2 separate regions of the Mus musculus genome follow, and region 1 is linked to region 2. A link is a contact called in public Micro-C data. All regions are on one chromosome and are shown on one strand. The core of a region is the stretch at or near the end of the contact, and the rest is flanking DNA. Distances in the headings are between cores, read along the strand shown.

The links. Hi-C and Micro-C count contacts between places; a contact is called where the count stands out from the background.
Region 1: a contact with region 2 is called in a Micro-C map of granulosa cells, with 2.9 times the contacts expected there. The contact joins two enhancer-like sites. A contact is called at or near these places in 3 of 484 Hi-C or Micro-C datasets (brown adipocytes, extraembryonic endoderm stem cells and granulosa cells) and 1 of 115 datasets of contacts at active chromatin or transcription factors (extraembryonic endoderm stem cells).

Annotation. Positions count from the first base shown.
Region 1 is chr9:23,113,444-23,117,829 of GRCm38.p6, forward strand. All of the region lies in intron 7 of Gm36743 (a long non-coding RNA gene), which reads left to right. Among named protein-coding and RNA genes, the nearest start is that of Bmper, 110 kb to the right of the region's middle. Within about 2 kb of position 1,803, at least 14 of the 459 cell types and tissues checked have an H3K27ac peak or open chromatin away from gene starts, as enhancers often do. A contact at or near this core is called in granulosa cells, where this site is marked.
Region 2 is chr9:23,040,860-23,045,412 of GRCm38.p6, forward strand. The region is part of intron 5 of Gm36743 (a long non-coding RNA gene); the gene reads left to right. Among named protein-coding and RNA genes, the nearest start is that of Gm36743, 47 kb to the left of the region's middle. Within about 2 kb of position 2,377, at least 7 of the 459 cell types and tissues checked have an H3K27ac peak or open chromatin away from gene starts, as enhancers often do. A contact at or near this core is called in granulosa cells, where this site is marked.

The DNA.
Region 1 (4,386 bases), core at 553-3,052, 72 kb after region 2:
TTGCTGGAACCCCGAAAACCTGATTAGTCACTTTGAAAAAATAGCATTGATTACTTATAATTATCAAAAGAAATTCAGCTTAAAAATTCTTTCCCCAGGTTAAATAGCAAATCAATCCTAACTGAAATATAAATTTCTAAATTATCAACATTTCCACAGGCAAGAATTTTTACTTCAGTGTGTAGTTGAAATTTTGGAAGCAGTTTTCTCAAAGGCCCTTGGATGGATTAGATACTTCCAAAATCTCCAACCCTCTGCTTTTTACATACACATTTCTTAAAAAAAAAAAAAAATGTGGTTGCTAGCAAAGTTTTCCTTCAGAAGTTCTGTTTCTCATTTGTCCCTTTGGTTTTTTCTATGGGACCTATAAGTAGGACCCAGCACCAATTTATGTCACTCCTCAAGCCACAGGTCCTATAAGAATTGGACACCAGACCATGCATTCCCAGGGGTGCTCTGTGGGCACTCCAGATTCAGCAAGTCTAGACTTGAGTTTGTTTTCTTCCTGCCTAAAGTCCACATCCTCTGACTGTAATCCTTACCTGAGGATGATTTAGGGATTTTCTTCCTTTTGTAAGCCAGCAGTTCTTGAAGGTTTCATCAGCTCCATTGTGAGAATGTTATCGGTTCCTCTTCAGAAATTCCTGTTCAGTTTCAGCTTCCCCTGCAGGACCCGAAGGGCCAAACCTTCGTTCAGCTGGTGAGGCCACAGCCTCTCTGTGTACCAACATCCCTTTCTGGGCTCCTTTGGGATAATCTTCATGGAAAACAGACACATTGGTAATATTTTTCTGTGGATTCCTGCCTCTCACACAGCCTAAGTTGTTTTTACATTGTTAACTGGTAAAAAAACAACTCCCTAAGAAAGATGGCCCTTCCAAGCTCTAGTTGAGGGACCCCTCAGAGGTGATGATTCAGCCCTACAGGACTTCCAGTTTCTTTGAAAGAAAGATGCTTTTAGGATAGCCACCTCTATTCAGACATGCTTCTCAGAAAACTCTTTTCAGTGCATCAGTACCTAGCCATTTGTAACTAAGCCTAGGACTCCATTGGCTTGTTAGTGACTTTTCATTTTTTTCAGTGCTTTTCACATTGAATCATTGTGCACTAAAGTGTGTGACACTCATTAGAGCTCTTCCTGCAAATGTTTCTCGATCTTCCCCAATCTCCATGTAAGGTAGCGCTGATCTTAGTCTCCTGCGATGGAAGGGGGTCAATGATTTGAAAGCAGAAGTGATGAGCATCTAGGGTGGACCACTTTTGTCTCAGCAGCACTATAGTTTCCTAAGGCCATAAGTATTTGACTATTGTTGAATGAGAACATACAGAAATGAGGTATCCATTATCAGTGAAATAAAGAGGAAGCCATGAATAAGAACAGTGGTTCCATATCTGTTAAAAATAATGGACACATAAAGAATGTTCTCAAAGGGTTCAAAGATGATAACGGTGAGGACTGTAATGTTTTGTATCCTGGCTGTAAACCTTATATTGCAAGGGGAGGGATGTTTGCTAGAGAAGCTGTGTCTGAATGACCTCTGTGGTTTATAGAGCCCTGCTGCTTGGATGTGGGTGCTGTAAGAGACAGTACTGCAGACCCTGAGCTTGGCCCAGTTGGGCAAACCCTTACATGGTCTGGAAGACTGTGAAGTCCCTGTAGGCTGTTTCACAGAAGTTAAAGAATTTTCTGTTTTGAAGCAAATTAAGTCCAGGGGTGACAAATGACATGAGGCTGCCCTTGTGCCAGCTGTGTACGTCTTTGTGAGTCACTAGACCTCAGTCAAGGGCGACAGACACACAAACTAATCATTCTTAGTCGGGGCTGCTTCCCGTCTCTCTGCAGAGACCAACCTTGGGAAATGGTGGTGAGTGGAAAGAAGAAAGAACCTTTGCAGGCTTATCTAGCTGGGGAAGGCTTCAAGGCGATCTCTGGAGAAGCCAGAGAAAAGTAAAATGTAGTCCAATCAACCAAGATAAGATAGGAATGAGCAAAGTGGAAAACACAGATCCTGAAGACAGACTCCTTGAATGAGTCATGAGTATTATCATTATCATTATTATTATTATTAGTTAGTATTAGTATTTGTGATTGAACACATGTAGCTTGTGGTTTTCCACAATTATAGCTGAGGCAAGGGACTCCAAAGCCTTTACTATCTATGAGTTGTCTCTCAATGTGACCTTTAAGGAAGAGGAAGGGAGCACAAACAGATCCCACCCCGACATCAGAGCCACCTGGCTGTTGAGCTCCCCAGAGCTACCACCCGCTGCTGGATGATGCCTCAGATAAGACGTTCTACCTCACCGCATCTCAGCTTCCTCATCTCCAAAATGTGCTTCCTCTGCCAGAGAGTCACAAAGGTTCACAAGCTAACAAGTGCACAGTGGACTCGTACTCAGTACAAACTGAACTCTCAATGGGCTGGGGGATAGTCACTTTTGATAGATGTAGTAAGACATCCTCTGCTTAAGAATTCTGGCCTTGGGGCTGGAGAGATGGCTCAGCGGTTAAGAGCATTGACTGCTCTTCCAGAGGTCCTGAGTTCAATTCCCAGCAACCACATTGTGGCTCACAACCATCTGTAATAGAATTCAGTGCCCTCTTCTGGTGTGTCTGTAAACATCTACAGTGTACTCATATAATTAAATAAACAAACAAACAAACAAATAGATAGCGAGATAAACAAACAAACAAACCATTCTGTCCTGCTTCCTAAAAGGAATGAGACAGAAATATTTTTACAACGTGGAGGGGACAAAGAGTGGAGCATCAGAGGAGACAGATCATTTTCCTGGGCTTTTATGCTTCTGGTTCCTTGCGATGAAACTGCTTTTACAGCAGCCTTTTGGATTCTCCTGTCTTTGTAGAAGGCAGGGAAGGTGCAGAATTGCAAGTTTTAGGCTGATGGTAACAAGCTGGTAACCTATCAAAGCCCACAGTCTTCTGCATCACGAAGCAGAGGACCAGGGTCTGTTGGATTTCTTCAAAGGTTGCATTTGAGCTTTGTCAGCTGGCTGGGCTGTGGTTTGTTCTGTGTTCATGTCCCTTATCAGCCACCCATGGTGGGCACATGTTTCTCTCCTCACTGAATGGCAGGACTTCAGGACTTCCTGTTGACAGAACTAATCCACCCTTCTGCCTTTTTGTCTAGAAATAACTTTGGGGAAGCTTATCAGGTAAAGTGGAGTTAGCCATGATGGCTGGATGATTTCTCAGGCAGGGATGAGCACTTACTTCAAACAATTCTTTTGCTCATTGGGAAGTCTTATCAGGATATGTCAAGGAGGTAGCTCAAAACACCTGGGCTTATTTATAGGGAGAGGGAGGGTATGCTTGTAGGTATCAGAACATACTCCACTCATAATCCCTCTAAAAACACTGTCTTTAAAGGAGGTTCAGTGTGCAGAAGAGTCCAGGACCTTGTGCATTGTCCCCAGCAGCTCTTGGAGCTGACTATTACCTAGATTAGCCATGGTTGCTGAAGCAGGGGTGGGTACTTCTGCTCCCTGTAATCAGTCTGGACTGCCATTACTTGAGAGTTGCCATGCCTTCAACACTTGCAAGGATTTTTCAAGCACTCTGCAATAGCGTGACACTTTTGTGATTAGACTAATTTGGGAGCACCCAATTTTCTTTGACAAGTCAATATTGGGCTGGAGACGTTTCTCCTCCATCTCTCACGCCCATTGGATCCCTTTATTTAGTAAACATCCAAGTGAAGCTCATGAGAAACCAAGGAAGCCTACAGGCAAATGAAAATATAAGAAAGCCTCAGCTATTCAAAAGAATGAATTTATGAAATTCCTAGCCAAATGGATGGACCTGGAGGGCATCATCCTGAGTGAGGTAACACATTCACAAAGGAACTCACACAATATGTACTCACTGATAAGTGGATATTAGCCCCAAACCGAGGATACCCAAGATATAAGATACAATTTGCTAAACACATGAAACTCAAGAAGAATGAAGACTGAAGTGTGGACACTATGCCCCTCCTTAGAATTGGGAACAAAACACCCATGGAAGGAGTTACAGAGACAAAGTTTGGAGCTGAGATGAAAGGATGGACCATGTAGAGACTGCCATATCCAGGGATCCACCCCATAATCAGCATCCAAACGCTGACACCATTGCATACACTAGCAAGATTTTATTGAAAGGACCCAGATGTACCTGTCTCGTGTGAGACTATGCCGGGGCCTAGCAAACACAGAAGTGGATGCTCACAGTCAGCTAATGGATGGATCACAGGGCTCCCAATGGAGGAGCTAGAGAAAGTAGCCAAGGAGCTAAAGGGATCTGCAACCCTATAGGTGGAACAACATTATGAACTAACCAGTACCCTGGAGCTCTTGACTCTAGCTGCATATGTATCAAAAGAT
Region 2 (4,553 bases), core at 1,127-3,626:
GTAGCAATTAGCCACATCTATACAGGAATAATAGAATAAATAACTGGAGAGGAAAGTTTGGGCCAAGTGTTTGTGTTTCCCCTTGAGTCCTTACAATGTTGGGGAAGGCTGCGTGGGTTTACTGTGTAGAGAGCAAGTGAGTTTGTCTCAAATGAACAAATGCTAATGTCAGAGCCTGAGGAAACTGGCTCTCCAGACCCAGTTTCCTCACATAAAAACCGAGAGCAGTTCTGATCTCTGCCTTAGGGGATCATTAGGAGGCTGTTGTGAAATGTTTTGAAGATGCTGTGTAAATACAACACTGCAGAGCCTTCCTATGGCCCTGCTGCAGTTCTGACCCTGGGAAAAGCACTGAGGGTTCTTATACAGGCCTGCCATTGGTCTTTCTCCTCCCAGCTACTCCATTTCCCAACACCATCTCGGCTTTTCTCACTTCTGCCTTGGGCTTCCAGACACATCATCAGGCCGCAGGAAGACCCTGCCTCCAGCCATCCTTGCCAGCACTTTTCTTTCTCCAACCAGCCCTGGATGCTCGGCCTGTCCCTCCATATAAAGCCGTTTATTATGATCTAGGAAGAAGCTGAACTCTGGTCCTTTACCCAACATAAAATCTGTCTCTCTGTGTCAAAAGAGAAGGAGGAGGAGGAGGAGGAAAAAGGAATTAGACGCCAGGGAGACACTAAATACAGTTTTCCTTTGACTGCTGGAGGAGATAAGTCCCTAAAAAAAGACAGGAATTGTTTGCTTATAAGTTGAGTGCTGCAGGTTTATCACCTAGTGTCATAGATTATGTTGAACACAGTCATCAGAAGGAAGAGCGGGAGGCTACAATAACAGACGATAGGGACTATTCCGACTCCACAGTCAACCCCCACCCCCCTCCCGACTCACTCACCCTGGGTGGAAAGCGTTTGTGTTACAAAACAATGTCAGGTCCTGCCCTGAAGATCTAATGTGTCTCACAGGCAGCGAGACAGATTGGGATGTTCCTTGGCTGGGCCTGATGTCACCCGAGAAGCTGGGTGAGATGGTGGGGACACTCTGGGATTTCCTCCCCCAGAGTGTGGTGGGGGCTCAGAGCCAGAATCCAGAGACAACAGAGAAGGCTGTAAACGCCTGGTGCAGAATAATATTTAGGCAGGATGTTCCTTGAACCATGGGAGCCGTGAAGTTTCCTGGGCCTAGAAGCTGCAGGTGATTAATTTCTTCAGTCCCAGTGGCGCCCAGTGTCTCCAAGAACACCCGGGTGGCCTCTAGATGAGGTCACTATTCAGAATTTAAGTCACATCAGTGCAGCTCAGGGAACTTACAACAACTTCCACCGACCCAAATTCTTTCTGGTTGGTTGGTGCTGCGCATGCGGTAGGGTGGTCTGAAAGATGAGGTTCCTTTACCAGAGAGTCTAGTCGGGTGCAGGGAAAGCTGTGAGCTGCCCAGGACCTGTGTTGGCTCCAGGGAGATCTGCAGTGACGTTAGTGTTCTGCTGGGCACGTAAATCAACTCCGAGAGCCGCCCCCTCCCGTATCTTGGCAGCGTGTTTGCTTTCTGATAAATCACCCTCATGACCAAATGGATTTGGCCCAGATTAAATGTCTCCTGATCACGCAAATTATTCATATTGTGTCTCATCCGTGACTCCAATGCTCTCTCCGAGGGTGAGACTCAGTGTCCAATGAAGTGGATTGTCTGTGTTTCTTGTGGAGTTGGCTGTTTGAGAAAACGCAAGACTGTAGGAGGCTTGCGGTTCAAAGAGACACCCTGATAGCTACCTTTTCGTGAAGTCTGATATTGAGTCGAGTGCTTGCAGACATCTCTAATGGTACCCAGAGCCTTGCGACCCAAGCCCAGCCCATCTCTCCCCCTACATTGCAGCCTCAGTTTACCCACCCAGCTTTCCCTCTTGTCCAACCTTAACTCACATTCTCTAATTTTTTCAAATAGCCTGTGGATCCCTGGCATCACGCTGGTGTCCTTTGGCTCTATAGCCTTTTCTTCTGGTGAACTTCCACTCATCTTTTAAAACCCAACTCAAGGGTGCCCTCCTTATAACCTTGAGGGCTTCCAACTCTCTATTGCCACTGTGAAACACATTGAGTAGTCACTGTCTGTCCTCTCAGGGGAGATTGTGTGCCTCCTGGGAAGACTTTCCTTCTGGTACTAAAGAATCCCCTAGTTTAAACTTCTCCAGGGTTCAACCTCATTCTTCTTGATCTAAGCAGACCCAGCACACAACAGACCCTCCATTTTTTCCTGAATAAGAATTGTGCTCTAATGACTTGTGACAAAACCAAGGGCTTCCTGTGCCTGGAAGAGCCAAGTGGCTGTTCACAGCCTCACTCTGGCCTTGAGGCGTGTTGCCAGAGAAGACAGATAAGCTGGAGAATGGCAGCAGGGAGATGAAGAATGCCCAACTGTTTGTGAAGTAATCTCTGCCTCTCATCTTGTCTCTGCATTTCGTTTTCCATTGTAGTTTCTTAACTTTCTTTGTGGTCACCAGAACAAGCAACGATGCCGTTTCTTGGCTGGGTATCATCTCTGATTGGAGCAGCAGTGCCCAGATTTCAAACCCTAGTTCTGCAAACGGCACACATCATCTGTCCTTCAGATTCCTTGACAGTGAAGGAGCTACTCTGTCAACCACAGTCTTGTGTATTGAGCAATTTTCCAGGGAGAGTAAGGGTCAGCAGGTGTTTGTTGGGTGTCTTCGTTCTTTGAGACTTACTATGGTTTTGAGGCTCAGAGGGCAAAGCATTTTCTAAGAACAGAGTAAAGTCCAGGCTAAACTCTATTCCCAGCCAGGCAGGTATGCTCCACCCATGGCCTGCCACTTGTGTTTTTGATATAACAATACAGCAGGCTGGATTGCTCTTACATCTTACTGGAAGTAGCTATATGCTATGTGACTGCCCGAAACTGCATGCATAAATGTGTAAGGAGAATCCCTTTTTAAATGGTGTAGCAAGTCTGCCTAGTTTATGGTCCTTACTACTGTTAATGTGATCTTTTAAAGTAGTACCAGATTATGGTCATCTCTTCTGAGGGCTGCAATGGTTCCTTATCATCAAAGGTTCCTATAAAGACCTCAAGGGCTGTGTGTCCAGCACTCACAAATTCTTCAGTTTCTTTGTCTTTTTTCTCCCTGCATGTTGTTCCTTCTGTTGTCCATGTGTCCAGTAGCATAGAAGTAAGACAGAGGCACTGTGGCTCACACTTTCCCTGCCTGTTGGACATCAAGTTCTTATTGCCTACAGCCCTTCAGCACAATGGTGTGAGGAGGTGAAGACTTGGAGAACAAATAGGCCAAGAGCATGGAGCTTCATGATCCAGGGTAGTGTCCCTAGAAAAGAGACTTTGAAGAGCTCTCTCACTCTTCTGCCATGTGAGGGGGCAGCAATGGGATAGCCATGTATGAGCCAGGAAGCAGACCTTCACTAGATCATCATGCCACCATGATCTTAAACTTTCTATATGCTACAGCTCTGAGAAATAATTTTCCATTGTGTATAAGTCAGACTACGTAAATAAGACTTTCAGTCCTTCTCTTTCTCTCCATCCTGTTTCCCTCCCTCCCTCCCTCCCTCCCTCCCTCCCTCCCTCCCTTCCTTCTGGCCACCCTTCATCTCCTTTTGAGGTGTTTTGAGGAAGAGTGTGTAGTTAAGAACTGCCTCAGACATTCTGTGTTTCTCCATTTTCTCCTGCACTGGAGTCAAACACCAGGCCTTGAGACTGCAGGCAAGTACTCTATCACAGAGCCACATCCCGGGCCTGAGTCTAGGGCATTGTTACAGAAGTTTGAACAAACAATGACAGATACCCAGGAAGAGTTAGCTGGTTACAGCTACCAGAATTAGGCTGCAGCTGTCTGAGCACTGGCCTGGACTAGGCTTACTCCATGGCTAGCTTGTCAGTGCTAGTGATTGGCAATGCCCCAGTGACTGGCCATGTAGGACTTTCCATTGAACAGATGGAGGTGTGCTTGCTTCCAAGCTTCATTTCCTACTGCTTTCAAATTTTGTTCGGTACAGCAGTATGGCTGTATTACAAAGGCCCACTTGTACCCCTGGTGGCCAATGACACCATTCTCTCCAGTGAAACATGAGTAGAAATCAATAAGATGAAACCTCTAGACATATTATTTTTTTCTTCTTTAAAGATGTTAACAGTCTCACTGGGCACCTGCCTCTCAGCCTTCATCTTGACCTATTTTTTTCCTGTCCAGAGCCGAATCTGGATGTGCAAGAAGACATTGCATAGGTCTGAGAGTGAACATCATAAACAGAGGACGAAGGATAGCTAACAGTGTGGGAGAGGCAGCCTGGGGCCAGAGGGTTTCATGGAGTCTGGCCTCACCAAAGGCTGCAGAGCTTGGTACCGTTTGTTATCAGATGAAAGATGAGCCATGGTTGTCAACATTGCTATGGTCATTCGTTAAGCTACTCCACACGCCACCCAGTACAATACCTCCTTCCATCCCACCTTTGCCTAGTCCTCTGATTTTTCACCCCCCCCTCCCCTGCCCCTTTACCACACTGCTGGCTTCTCACCTACTTCCC